Regions from separate parts of the Mus musculus genome. Here region 2 is linked to region 1. A link is a contact called in public promoter capture Hi-C data. All regions are on one chromosome and are shown on one strand. The core of a region is the stretch at or near the end of the contact, and the rest is flanking DNA. Distances in the headings are between cores, read along the strand shown. Region 1 holds the start of Abcb4 (ATP-binding cassette, sub-family B (MDR/TAP), member 4). Region 2 has its middle 7.7 kb from the start of Gm40264.

What was found. Promoter capture Hi-C pulls out the DNA fragments that hold promoters and counts their contacts.
Region 2: a promoter capture Hi-C map of liver shows a contact between it and region 1. The contact joins the enhancer-like site here to the promoter of Abcb4 in region 1. A contact is called at or near these places in 8 of 39 promoter capture datasets (the C10 cell line, the HPC-7 cell line, HPC-7-derived erythroid cells and 4 more), 6 of 484 Hi-C or Micro-C datasets (CD4 T cells, Th1 cells, cerebral cortex and 1 more), 3 of 115 datasets of contacts at active chromatin or transcription factors (effector CD8 T cells, memory CD8 T cells and microglia) and 3 of 9 other capture datasets (adipose tissue, liver and pancreatic islet).

What each region holds. Positions count from the first base shown.
Region 1 is chr5:8,892,299-8,899,740 of GRCm38.p6, reverse strand. Abcb4 (ATP-binding cassette, sub-family B (MDR/TAP), member 4) reads right to left here and starts at 6,020. Exons shown (of 28, transcript NM_008830.2): 1 at 5,834-6,020; 2 at 5,577-5,653; 3 at 3,114-3,168; 4 at 23-173. The coding sequence starts at 5,647.
Region 2 is chr5:9,039,070-9,045,907 of GRCm38.p6, reverse strand. No RefSeq gene overlaps it. Among named protein-coding and RNA genes, the nearest start is that of Gm40264, 7.7 kb to the right of the region's middle. Within about 2 kb of position 5,062, at least 8 of the 459 cell types and tissues checked have an H3K27ac peak or open chromatin away from gene starts, as enhancers often do. A contact at or near this core is called in liver, where this site is marked.

The DNA.
Region 1 (7,442 bases), core at 4,771-7,270:
TAAGAGGCAAAGAAACAATTACCTGGCAAGGAAAAGTTCCCAGTATTATCTACAAACTTATCTGTCATTTCTCCAAAGACTATCATCATGAGGGGAAGACCTGATCCATGAGCTATGGCCATGAGGGTGCCCAGGAACATAAACAATTTATCCTGCCAGTCAGAGTATCGGAACTGAAAAGAGAAAATAAAATAAGATTTCATTTAATAATTTGTTCGTTGGGGATTTTTGTTTCAAGTTAGTTCTAGTATCACAGTGACAAATGTGTTTATCTGAGAGAATATATGAATTGCAATCCAGATAACTGTAAGCTTAATTTCATGATTTTATGTATATAAAAAGAAATCAATCTAATTCTACTTAATTAGCATTTAACTGGGGCTAATTATTACAATGTAATCAAGGCAACAAAGATTTGGATCCATGTAGAAATACTGTTTAATCTCCCAGAGGTTGTGTGTAGTGAGTTAAGGTGAGCTGGGAACCAACATTAAGTTCACATGAACGGGTGCATCCTTCAGAGACGTGCATGTGCAGAAACCTAGAAAGTAAACCAGGAACAAACAGATCTCAGCTGGAAGCCAGATCCCTCTGAAAGGGTGAAATTAGCCTTTAAAAGCCTTTAAAAGCAGTTCAGTACAGAAGAGAAAAAAAGAAAAAAAAAGAAAAAAAAAGAAAAGAAAAGGAACTTTATGAAGTATCTGTGAGCTTTATGGAAGTCTTGATTATGAAAAACCTTGAAAAATGAAAGAGAATCAACTGGAAAAGAACAGGGAATGTAGAGGAAGTTGGGATTTTAAGCTTGCAAAGAAAGCTGGCTTAGGACTGCACAGAGCACAGCAGGATCACATTATAGGTAAGCAGAAACTATCAAAACTTTTGGGTTTAGTGCTCAGCAGGGTGGCTACCAATTATTATAGCAAAATATACAACTCCTACTTACTAAACAAATACCTCTTCAGAAGACAGAAATTCACTGTCCTTTTAATCTTCTCCAATTTACACCTTTTGCTCAACAATTTTGATGGGTTCCTCTGTGGATTTCCCTTTGCTCTTTTTCCTGTCTTCTAGACTACAGCTTTGTTGTTACATTTCCCTTTCCAGCTTCCTCTCCATCCCTTGCATGTCTCCTCTCCTTTTAAACTTTATACTCTGTTTACTTCCCCCCAAATCTCCCCTTTGGAGACAAGAGGTTATTTGAAGAGTATACAATGAGTCAGGATGGTGGAGTGGGTGGCGTCTTTGACTGATTCACACTGCCCAGTGAGGCTGAGGTTGGGAGCGCATAGCAGGCCCTGGGCATGTGTGCAAACTGTTTTCCAAGGGTTTTAGAGTTCATCTGGGGCCAAGGGCAGCAGGGGCAGATTCCACTCAAGCACACAGGACAAAGCAAGAAGACAAAAAGAGAGGAAGGATGAGAACCAGGAGGAACTCAGAAAAAATCAAAGGCAACGACAAACACAGAGACTGAATGCAAAGGTATCCTAATGGCTACAAGGGACTAGTGTCTTCAAGGTCCACTGTTGGTGGCTTCTAAACGAAGGGAGTTAGAACATCTGGGTCGTTCAACATCCTTTCAGGGCACACAGTCAGATTTCCCTGCGGCGTTTCTTTTTAGTGGACATTATATGACACTGAAAAAGTTTCTAATGCTTTCCATGTTGGTCGAATTAAATTTAAGTTTCTAAGATCAAATTTAAAGTTAGGATACATTCCTACGTAAATCTAGATTAGTTTTTAGTGACCCTTTTCAACAAAACAAGACATCTCTAGTCCTATTACAGCAGCTTTGTTCTGAGGTTTTTCTACACAGACATCTACTCAGATAAAAGGTGATGATTAAATTTAAATTCAGTGTCAACTAAACTTATTAAATGCAAACAAAATATCAATTATTCTACTTTTTAATATATATTTCTCTTTTTTTCTGTAGGAAACAGATTCTAAACTGACACTAAAATTACACATATAAATAAAATTCTTTTTCTAGGCTGGAGAGATAGCTCAGTATGGAAAAGCATTTGTCCTTCAACACTGACAACCTGAGATCAATGCCTGGAACCAAAAGGTTTAAAAGAAGAGAACAGATTCCCAAATAATTGTCACTTGACTTCCACCCATGTCCTGTGGCACTGTACACCTGTACTCACACACATCGGCCACACAACATGTTCAGATCTTGGTCCACTGTCTATTGTAAATCAATACAACATAAATACACAATAAAAACTGAACAAAAAATGGCTCTCACTGAAACTTTTTAAAGCAAAAACAAAGAGTACAGGAAGAGTGTGAGCAGAGCCTTAGACCAACGGAGAACTAAGTTGTTGTGTGCCAAGTGTTTGGATGCCCTTCCTGCATTTGCTTTCTAACTTGATGGCTTCAATTGATATACACCTCTCTCTCTCTCTCTCTCTCTCTCTCTCTCTCTCTCTCTCTCTCTCTCTCCTTCCCTCCCTCCCTCCCTTTTTTTTTTTTTGTCAAAGACTGTCTGCTTGAAACACATCACTTTTTTCAAAGCAAGCACTTTCCTGACCTGCCTCTCTGAGACACATTACAAATGAAAACACATTTGATTTCTTCAAAACAAAACAAGACAAAACAAAAACAAAAACAAAAACAAACAAACAAACAAACAAACCCCAAAAACATGTAGGCTTGCCTTGTACCCTTGGAAAACCCTGGGAATGGCCTGGAACAGAATCAGAATATGTGATCATTGAGTTGAGGTTCATTGATTTCCTAGTAAGCTAGTTGTATGTGTGGATTTTTTGTTTTAAATGTTGTTTTGCTGGGCAGGGGTGGGGGTGGGGTTAGTGACAGGTTTTATGAATCGAGATGTTTCCATGGCATTTCTGAAATGCTTCTTCTTTTTAACCTCCCTGAGAGTAGTGAGCTCGAAGCCAGCGTACCCCAACCCCTTCATCGTCTGTCTTGTGACTTAAAGCCATCGTTTACAATTAGGCAAACCATAGGCACAAGTGCAACAGAGGCAATCCAGTGCTGCTAAGACAGACAGACAGACTTAAAGCACTGGCTGGCTGGCTATTGACTCAAGTCTCCAAATTTGAATGAAGGGCAGGATTCTTAGCACTTAGTATTTCACAACTTACCAGTGTCAACAGGCCAATTAAATTCACTTTCTTCTTCTTTTCTCTGCCTTGGTTGCTGTAAAATATAATTGTTCAAATTTAAAACTGTTATGAGCAATAAATTGAAAATAAACTTTAGCAGCTATGGTTTTGACTCACAACATTTTTAAATACAAGAAGACAACCATTGTCAAAATTATCCAGCTTCAAGCATGCTGCAAGGCAGCCATCAAGTACAAAGGTAACTGTCCAAGGTACTACAAGGACATCTGGATACAGGAGAAAGGGTCAAGACTGCCAGCCTCACAGTCTACAGTGAGGAGATGCATAAAGTAATAATGTTACCAAATCACCTAAATTGTTCTTTTTCTAAGAAAAGTACGAGTTGTTCTATAGGGAGACTGCTTTTCTGGATTATATGGGGAGTGGTTTTAGGAAATACTGTTTTTCTGGATTCAAGATACATCTAAGATTCTGTTACTTCCCCCCCCCCCCATTTTTCTTGCTACATTCCCATTAGAATAGTCCCACTTAACTTCTATTTACATTTGCTTTAGTGTACTGGAAACTGTAGCCAATATAATTACTTAAGAACTCAGGCTACTTCTCTACTCAGGAAATAGCAATGGCTCCATTTCTTCTCAGAGTGAAATCAAAACCTTTATATTGGCTACTCAGTCCACACTCTCTGAGGGTACCATCATGACACCATCCCCCGCTCCCAGCTGCTCAGATAGGCAGACCTGGTTTCTCTGCTACTTTGTGAATGCAACAAATACAGTCCGGACCTCAGGATCATTTAGCTCTAAATTGTTGCTGCCAGAAAATGCTCCCCAAATACCCATGGTTCTTTCTGCTTATTTCCCCTTTCTCAGTAATTGACTTAAAAATAAGACCTACCCTAACCACCCTCCTTAAAATGGATAGACACTTCTGCTATGTTCTCCTAATTTTCTCAGTCTTCATTAATTTTCTTCACACTTGGTACCTTTCAACAGATGGACATTTGCCACTGAATATATACAAGAGAATGTGCCACAGGCTATGCAGCATATCTAGAACAGGTATATTAGCCCTCCTCAGTTTGTTGTGCCTAACAGAAGTGGGCTTAGCTTTCCTTGAAGGTACCGCCCTTGGTATTATTATATAAAAATTAGTCCCATATTTCATTTTGTAATCTTACAATATCAAGCTAGTTCTAACTTTGTGTATTTCGGTTTTGAGGTGTTTCCTTCTTCCTAACCACATGCTGTGAGCTTCTTCTGAGAGCTTCCTGGGCCCTGAGTGTTACTACACCTTTTCCAGGGACTGCTCCTTCTAATACTAGTCAGTGTGCTCAGCCAGTATAATACATAAATAGCCGTCTTCGTGAAAATGCCATCTATTAATAGAGTCACAGTCATCCCCAGCCTAAATTGCCAGATGACAAAACCACATTTTTCTATTAGAAGTAACACCATCCATACATTTGGGGTTTGTTTGTTTGTTTGTTTGTTTTTGTTTTTGCTTTTTTATGACTCGATATGGACAAACCTAAATTTTCTGTGAATAAATGTCACGATTCTAAGAATGAGTAGGGCGATGCCACGGTCCAAAGCAATTAACAGAAGCAATGCTTCAGTTTAAGATTCAGATAGGCATATTTGTCAGTTGGCTAATCAGGCCCCTTGCAGCTTGAGAACCAACTACAGAAGCTGATAAATTTTCTCCCTCTAGAAGACAACTTCATGACACATGTCAGTTTGTTCCGGGTGGCCTAGCATGAACTCAGAGACTGTAATAGCCTCATAAACTATTTGAAGCTGAGGGTAAAAATGATTCACTGTCCCCACAGCGAAAGAGGAAACACGCACACACTTGCCTAGGCCCTTCTGCCTGACAGAAAGCCGTATGTGTGCTTCACTGTGGCTGGGGGAGAACGAGAGTCAGGGAGAAAGACAGACCCACTGGCAGGGGAAGCGTCGAGGTTCACCCTCTTGCAACTGGGGGAAAAAAACTGATTTCGAAGCAGAAGTTAGTGAAGAATGAGGTTGTTCTCCATGTCACCCCCTAGAGAGGAGAAATAGGGCAAACAGTCTACAGATGGGAGAAGGGGAAGACGAGGCAAAGAAGAGAAACACAGGAAGAGGGGGGCCTTGCTTCGCTACCCTTGTTCAGAAGTACAGCCATCAATAGCAGGTGTCTGAAGTTCTACCAACTCGAGTAGCCAGATGATGGCTAAAAAGAGTGAAACGTTTACTTTATAAAAATACAGTGAATGTTACACAACGCCAATATTCATCAAATCACCCGTGTCCAGGGGAGGGGGGCGCTTTTGAAGACAGCCTCTTCTCTCTGAACCTGTTCCAAAAGGAGCCTGGGAGACAGTCCTCAAGAACACTTAAAGACTTCATCCCAAAGGCCGGAGGCATCAACCGGTTCTCACAACTTCTTTTCAGGACTCCGCTATAACGGAAAAGCCAGTGACTCTGCGGTCCTGTATACCTGATGCTGCCTAGTTCAAAGTCGCCGTCCAGGCGCCGTGCTGTTCCGTTTCTCGCTGCCTCAAGATCCATCTCAGCCTGGGGAGAAACCACAGCCTCAGGTCCAAGTGCACCCGGCTCAGCTGCCTGGAGAGGGGGACCTCCAGGCTCCGCGCAGAGCCGGCGCAGAGCCGGGGGCACTGGTGGCAGCCGCTCCCCGGCAGGTCCCACCGCAACTGCCTTCCCTCGGTCCCTTTCTCCCGCCGCGTCCTCCCTCACCTGAACTTCACGCGCGTGTTGGCCGCAGCGGGTGGCGCGCAGACCTGGACTTTGCTCGCCGCGGCTCGTCCCCGCCTCCCACACGCACCCGGCGCCGGCGACGCCTCCCGCTGCGGCGGGGGCGAGGGCCCGGGCCCGCAGGAGAGCTCCCGCAAGCCCCGCAGGCTCTGCAGGCCCCAGCGCCACCAGCGTGTCGCCCTCGCCGCCAGGGGCGCGCGTCTCCGCGGCCGCCCACCCGGGCGAGCTGCCAGCAGCCCGCAACGCAGCACCAGCTGCAGCCGATAAGCCTGCTCGATGCCTCCTCTGGCAGGCTACGGGCCCCTAAAAGTGACTGCCACACCTCCCCCATGCTGAGTTTTCTTTTAGAACACACTGGGGAAGTAATTTCCACCAGTTCAACAACCAGGCGCTCTGAGATCCCAATAGGAAGTTAAGTAGCGAGGTCGCCACTTATGCATCCTCGGCTCGAGTCTATATGGCACCAAATTGCAACTAACACCCCAGATGCTGAAGATTAAGCAGGTCCAGCCCAGAATCGTCAGCTTAAACTCCTTGGAGATGAGGAATATCGCTGGTGTCCCACACGGGGGAGGGCACATAGAGACACAGAACTTGGGGGCTGAAAAGGATTCCCCTATTAAAAGCACACACTTAAAAAATATTATTCATTTTACATCCTGATCTCTGCCCCCTCTCTCGGTACCCGCCTCACACAGTCTCTTCCCCAATCCCCCTTACCCTGTCTTGTCAAGTCTCTGCAGGAATAGGTGAATCCTCTCCCACTGAGACCAGACAAGGCAGCTAGCTTCCAAGCTTCACAATTTGAATTTGATCTCTGCTACAGACATAGTGGAAGGAGACAATGGTCTCTCAAATTGTTCTCTGATTTTCATACATGCATCATGGAACATGTGCACTCCTATACATCAAACCACGTGCAGAAAATAAATAAAATGAGAGAAAAAAGCACGTACTTTTGGTTTGGTTTTCACAAAAGTGAAGACATCGGTGTTCAGAGAAGCTAAGTAACATCTCCATTCCCAACGCTGCATCTTTCAGACTGGCACCGATGCAAAGCCTATTGACTGTGGCTGTTCTGATTTCCTACTCTAATCCCTCCATGCCAAATCGTCTTACTCTTAGGGCCTATGTGAATATGGCTTCCTTGTGAGTTCTCATCGATTTCTCCACTCTTCCCAAAACGAAGGCGCTAAATCAGATAATAAAGCGACACCTTCTGAGCTTCAAGCAAGCAAGTTTCATACTTAAGAGCTTCACAGGTCAGTGTGTGGCTGTGGGCACTGCTTATTTCTCTGGGCTTCAGTTTCTTAAGAGTCTGTCTTCCTTATTAGGTTACTGTGAAAGTACTTAGTGTTGCTTTTAAAACATAGCACCTGTATAATATGTGGCTTGCTTTTCTCCTAGTCCAGTGGCTGAATTTGCGGCTGAGCCTTGTTCTGTGTGGCATTTGCACAATAGCTGTCTAACTGCTTTCCAGACAACCTTAAAGTATGAAGAGTAGAAGAGTTGTCACACAGACCCTGAAGGCAGCTCTGCTCTGCCGTTTACCGGTGCTCTGGCTTTGGATGGGTTATTTAAATCTCAATTC
Region 2 (6,838 bases), core at 3,813-6,312, 150 kb before region 1:
CGTTCTACTAACTTCTAATAATGTCATGGTGGGGAACCTGTCCTTTGACACAGGGGCCTCTGGAAAACACTTTATGTCTCAACTGTAGCAGTAAACATTAAAGGTAATCTCCCAAGAGACCTCAACCCTGCACAAAAAACTACAGGCAACTGAGTTAAGCTGGGAGTAGGAGAGGTGTCCCTTTCCAGGGAGTAATCTTTAGAGCACCAATTGGTTGTTCAGTGACAAAACATCAGCCCTGAAAACACACATACGAGTAATGTTACATGGACTCAACAGGTTATATTGGGAATATGTATGTACATATAAATAAATATATATATATATACAAGCAATAAGAATTTATTTTAAAAGAGGCCATGAATTTTTAGCAAATCAAGGGGGAGGGGTGTTGGGAAATATGAAGGGAGAAAGTGGAAGAGAGAAGCGTTGTAGTTAAAGTACAATCTCAAAATTAAACAACAACAAAAGCTCTGTCCATTTTCCTTATCCCATCCCTGGCAAGCCTGGTGACAACTGTCCCCTTTATAAGTGGGATTCCTCACTTTCTGCCTGGAGGGTATTGAGGCTCCAACCTAGGTCCTCTCACACATGCTAGGCAAACCCTCGACTGAAAAGTTCTAACCCAAGCCCTCCTCCTCTTTTGGAGACAGGGTCCCACTAAGTTGCCCAGAATGTCCTCCAACTCACTCTGCAGCCCAGGCAATCCTGGAGTTTGCAATCCTTTCACCTTGGCTCCCAAGTAGCTTGGAATACAGATCTGTACTACCAAGCCTTTTTGGGTCCAAATAATCTTTGAAGCACAACCAGAATTTCAGGTTCTGAGTCAGGCTCTTCAGCTGTTAATTAGCAGCGATCTAGATTGCCACTGCCTTAATTAGTACTGTGTGTTTTGCTGTACAGAATATCCTTTCTACTCGAACACCTGCCAGTAATTATCCACATCTCATTTCACAGGACCCCAAATGTAAACAAATGCATATGTTTCTCAATTCCACTGAACAACCAATTGGTGCTTCAAAGATTATTCCCTGGGAAGGGACCTCTCCCCACTCCCAGCTTAACTCAGTTGTCTGTAGTTCTTTGTGTAGGGTTGAGGTCTCTTGGGAAATTACCTTTAATGTTTACTGCTACAGTTTAGATGTAAAGTGTTTTTTTTTATGTATAAGTGTTTTAAAATATTAATTCTATAATTCAAACACTAATCTTGTTTCTGAAAACCAAGATGTTTCTGCTAACCAACTGGATCTCAGAAGCAAGTTGGCAGCTTTTTCCCACCCGAGATAACACTTGAAATGATCACATACAAACACAAATGTACACGAATATATACATAAATAAAGCCCGCAACATTACAGGAAAATACAGAATAGTTATGTTAGTAAAACGAAAGCTTTGGAGAAATTATGAAGAAGGAGTTGGAATGAGGGAACAGCAAGTTAATATTAAAACCATCTATTGATAGAGTTTGCTTCCTGTTGCTCTGATCAGCACCATAAGCAGAAGCAACTTGTAAAGCAAAGGGTGCCTGGGCAGGAACCTGGGGGTAGCAACATGTCTTGGTGGCTCCACCTCCATGACTTCATCAGCTTGCTTTCTTATAACACCCACGACCACTTGCCCAGGGGTGGGAATGCCCACAGTGGGCTGGGTCCCTTCCATTCAATTAGCAATTAAAAAAAAAAAAGCCCACTGACATGCCCATTGGCTAGTTCGATAGAGGCAGTTCCTCAATTGAGATTCCCAGATAGGTCTAGGCCTGCGTCATGTTGGTAAAACCTAACCAGCACACCTATAATTCAGTATGAAGGAGTTTAACTCTGAGGCCACAGGGGTCAGGCAGGATCCAGGAGCTATGCAGTTTCAACCAGGTTTCTTTGTGTAGGCACAGCTGACTCAGGGAAAGTAGGTGTTACTGTCCCAGGTTTGAGTCACCAGCCTAGGAGAACCGTGTACCCCTTTGTTTGCATCATGCACTGTACTGGAAGTTCACCTCCTGGTGTCACCTACCCAGGCTCTTCTAGGAAGGATCCCAGCATACCCACCAATCCCCCCACCCATAGAAAAGAAACACTGTGGCCTCTTGAGACATTGTTACCATTTTTCAGGGTAGACCACTGCACAGATGTCCCTGGAGACCTTGTCAAACTCGATTTGACTCAGCGGTTCTGACGCCTTGCCTGAGGCTTGTACCCAGCTCTGAGGCACCAATTCACTGACTCCTGCCGCATACTGTCGACAGCAAAGGCCTGGAGACTAGCATGTTTCAAAGCAGCTTAAAATTAAAAACAAGTATGCATAAATTTAAAAACTAGAAAAGATATAAACCCTTAACCCTCTCCACTGCTTTAGTACTATAATTTGATCAAATTGTGGGCAAATATTGGTAATTTCTTTGAACATCACCCCTTACCTTCCAGACTTCCCTTCCGAAGGCTCACCTGACAAAATGTTTCTAATTTGGTATTGGTTTTTCACTCTTAATACAACATTTGTAATTAGTTTCCAATTTGTTCTGGAGTTAGGCTGGGTCCTCCGGAAGTTTGTAACCTGTCAGAACACATCATTCCTCTTGTGTATTGAGTGAAGTAAAAAAAAAAAAAAGCAAGCCGCCATAGCCCTGTAGAACTCGTGCAAAGCAAATTGGACTTACTTGGCTCCCTGAGTAGAAACCCAAACAATAAGGCCCTATTCATCCACCCTGGACGCCACTGGAGAAACAAAACCAAGCAGGGGTGGGTGCTCTGGAAACTAGAGGACAGTTTCAAGTCCTAGCACAAGTGATTAATTAGAAAAGAAAGAAAGGGGGAAAAATAGGCAGTTTAGAAAAAATAAATAGTTTTTTTAGAAAAAATAGGATGGTTTCTGCTCAAATAAGCCTTTTAAGATGCATGTGGCAACAAGCACAGGCAGAGGAGCTTGTTTGAATTCCTGCCCTTCTTTGCACTGTTAACACTGGAGTAGCTGCACAGAGCAGCAGAAACTGCCTCTGGGTGTCCCTTTGTGTCCGCGGGCACAGCAGACGTGATGATGGAGCAGCAGATGTGACAATGGAGTGGAGGAGCCGGAGCTTGGGAGACAACCAAATGAGACGGGAATATGGGCACGTTACTCCATTTCCCATGCTATACAATAAAGAATGCCTTCTTCTACTAGGGCTATTATTGAGAGGATTATGAGAAAGAATATATATAAAAGATTCAGTCATATAGGGATGGCATAGCAATTCTTTGGTTTGGTCTTCACACTGTTGTACCCTGCTGGATATATTTCATTGCCCACTAGTCACCTATGGCAGTCTTGAGGACCATTGTATAGCTATTTCCTCTGACTTGAAACATTTTCTCTTGGAGGGAGGAGGGAAGGCATCTAAAAACCAGGAAGCAAATAAAGCTTTGAGGTTCTAGGAGTTCTGAAAGTTGTGCGACTCACAAGGCCCCACTCCAAGGGTAGCCGAGCAGTGAGTAGTTGGTATGGGAGAAGTGACTCAGCAGTAGAGCTCCCTGCAAGCTGGGCAAGGAGGTCTAGGGCTGCAGCTTTTGTGAGGTGTCACCCGTGCTGATGTGGACCTTTTGGTCATGCAACTGCCTTTGAGTCAGCCATGTCCATGTCAATAGTCCATCACACAACTTTATTCCCCAGCTAGACACCGCTGAAAGGGAACCTCTTGTCTAGAAGTGTGTATAAAGATGGCCTGCTGGGCACTGAGAGGTAGAGGGTACCTCAGTGATAATACAGCCATAATCAGATGTTTTGAAGACAATTGACAAAAGGCCTCAATCAGATTGGCCTGGGGTCAGATCCATGAGAGATTGTCTGAAGTGATGATTGCTGAGGGAGTTCTCTGTCCACTGTGGGTGGCACCATCCCCATGTAGATGGGCCTAGACTGTCTCTGAAACTGTTAGTAGCTGAATATGAACCTGAGAGCAAACCGGTGAGTGAGCAGTTTTCTTCCTGACTCCTGCCTCTGCTTGTGCTGCAGTTCCTGCCCTGACTTCCCTCAGCGGTGGGTCTATGACTTGGAAGTCCAAGCCAAATAAACCCTTCCCTCACCCCCACAAGTGACGTTTGCTCAGGGTTCGTCACAGTAACAGAGAACAAAGGAGAAGCCTGCTTTTTTATTTTTATTTTTTGAAACAGGTTGACATCACATATCTTCCTGATTGAAGGAACATAATTCACCAAGCTGTCAAAGCTAATTCTTATGAATTCTGCTTGATCCCTAGCCCTTGATGGCGGCTTGGGTAAGTAATGGTAGACATCTTTGCCCATTTTATTATGAACTGACTGACTTTTTAAAAGTTACTTGTTCTGGTTAATAACTAATAAAGAGATATCAAGTTATAACCACCCTTTGCATTTAGGCTCAGTATCGTTGCCACAGAAATAGCAACTCAGATTCACTAGTTTAGAAGATGTGGCCTTTCAAAGAGACAGTTAAGTTAACGTTGGTCTCAAAAAGAATGGCTTCAGAAGAAAACCAAAGTTGCAGGCACCTTGTCCTGGTCTTGCAGCCTTCAGATTGCTTTGTGGCTAATCATGGCTCTCTGTGATGTTTGTTACGGTGGATTTAGGGGCACTAATGTGTACAGTGGGGTTTGTATCTCAATTACTTGGAGGTAATTACAATATTTATAATGTCAAAGTACATATATATTCTTTCAGTGACCTTCCATGTAAGATTGTTTTCTCTCTCTCTCTCCTCTCTCTCCCTCTCTCTCTCTCCCTGTCTCTCTCTCCCTCTCTCTCCCTCTCTCTCCTCTCTCTCTCTCCCTCTTTCTCTCCTCTCTCTCTCTCTCTCCCTCTCTTTCTCCTCTCTCTCCCTCTCCTCTCTCTCCCTCTCTCTCTCTCCTCTCTCTCCCTCTCCCTCCCTCCCTCTCTCTCTCTCTCTCTCTCTCTCTCTCTCTCTCTCTCAGCAAGAGATTAGGAGAATGGTCACTATTGCTCTTGTATTTCAAAAAGCTCCCCCCTGGACTTTGGACATCTGAACTCGGGCATGGCAGTGTGCATTGGAACTAACTAAGTCTAAGTAAATTTGGATTTTGTAGAATAATTTGCCATAAGTAAATAGAGTGAATGAGACATCAACTGAGGTGGGGAGGAATTCTCATGTGACCTAAGCCAAGCCAAGCATACCTCTGTGGATTTCCAAGGCGAGAGCTGTAAGGACAAGAATAGCACATTACTTTCAAACCATGATAGAAGGAAGAATGCACGGGTGCTGTATTTTAAGAAGGCAGAAAGACAAGAACCATCAGAAATCTCTATAAGGGATACAACTTAACCTCAGGCACACGTGCACTCCACGTGTGTGAAAGGTTTGATGTTTCCGTGGGGACTGAACTGTCAGGTGGAATGCAACAAGCTCACCCATGGATAAGAACCAGGTTAGAATGCACAGATGCAAATGCTGAAAAAGTCGGGGATGGAGATGGCTCTGCCACTGTGGTGACACTCAGTTATGCAGCCTCAGCCATATTAAAGTCAGGCACAGACAGATGCTAAAGGGACAGCATCAGGAAAGCCTTTCAGAAGGTCACTTCAGGAACGACAACCAAACTGACAGCTGTGAGCTCTAGTGTGCCCATGGAAACAGTCATCACCAGCCTTATTAAACTCTGAAGAACAAAGTGCTAGGAAAACCAGGGCAGCGACACGAGCCTCCCTTGCTCAGGGATAAGTTTGAGCACAGCAGCCCACATTCCCACTGTGGGGTCTTTGTTCCGGGTTCAGAGAGAGCAGAGCTGGCCCTTCTCACTAGTCTCTCTGTGACTTGCCTGAGGGCTGCCGTAAGGACGGAGTCAATGTGTTCTCTTCTCTCTCTCTTCCGAGGCTAGGAAAAGGCTTTGCTCAGAACATCAGATGGTAGAAAACCTGTAGCAGCCTAGGGCAAGGTTGTGCTTGAAGCCACAGCAGACCACTTCTGGGTTGGGAAGCAAAGTCAAGGAGAGAATTGCTTTGGAAAGTGGTGCATTCAGGAAGTGAATTCGGAGGAGGAATGACAGGGTATGTCTTCACTCTCAGCATTTGGGAGGTGGAGGCAGGAGAATCAGTGGCTGGAGTTCCAGGCCAGCCTTGGCTACGTGAAACTCTGTCTCCTCCCCTTTCTCCTCCTCCTCATCACGAAGGAACAACAAAAAAGCAAATTAGTTTCTTTGTATTCTGAGGACTTGAGAAAGGCACACACATGGTCAGGACAAGATTCATGTTAGGCGCAGAATTCAAAGCTTCACTTCAACAACTTCCCAAGACTCAGCCCAGTGAGTACTACATGAATATTTCAACACTTGGCTCAGTGTGGAAGATGAATACCAGTACAGAGCCCATTGAGAAAACCTAGCACAGGATCTCCCACTATCCTTCTCTTCTGTCTCCTCTTCCTTCCCTCCCTTCCTTTCTAGGCAAGCAAAGAAAATTTTGTCCTCCACTCTACACAAAGAACTTCAGGCAACTAAGGAATACTGAGACTGAAAGAAATAGTCTTCTACAGGGAAGAGCATATCAGTTGGTTATGCAAGACCTGATAGCCAGTTCTGAAGCATACGTAATGAGTAGCATTATACAGACTGAACAAGTTCCACATCTGCGTGTGTGTGTGTGTGTGTGAGTGTGTGTGTGAGTGTATGTGTGAGTGTGTGTGTGTGTGTGTGAGTGTGTGTGTGTGGGAGTGTGTGTGTGTGAGTGTGTGTGTGTGAGTGAGTGTGTGAGTGTGTGTGTGTGAGTGTGTGTGTGTGAGTGTGTGTGTGAGTGAGTGTGTGTGTGTGAGTGTGTGTGTGAGTGAGTGTGTGTGTGTATGCGTGTGTGTGTGTGAGTGTGTGTGTGAGTGAGTGAGTGTG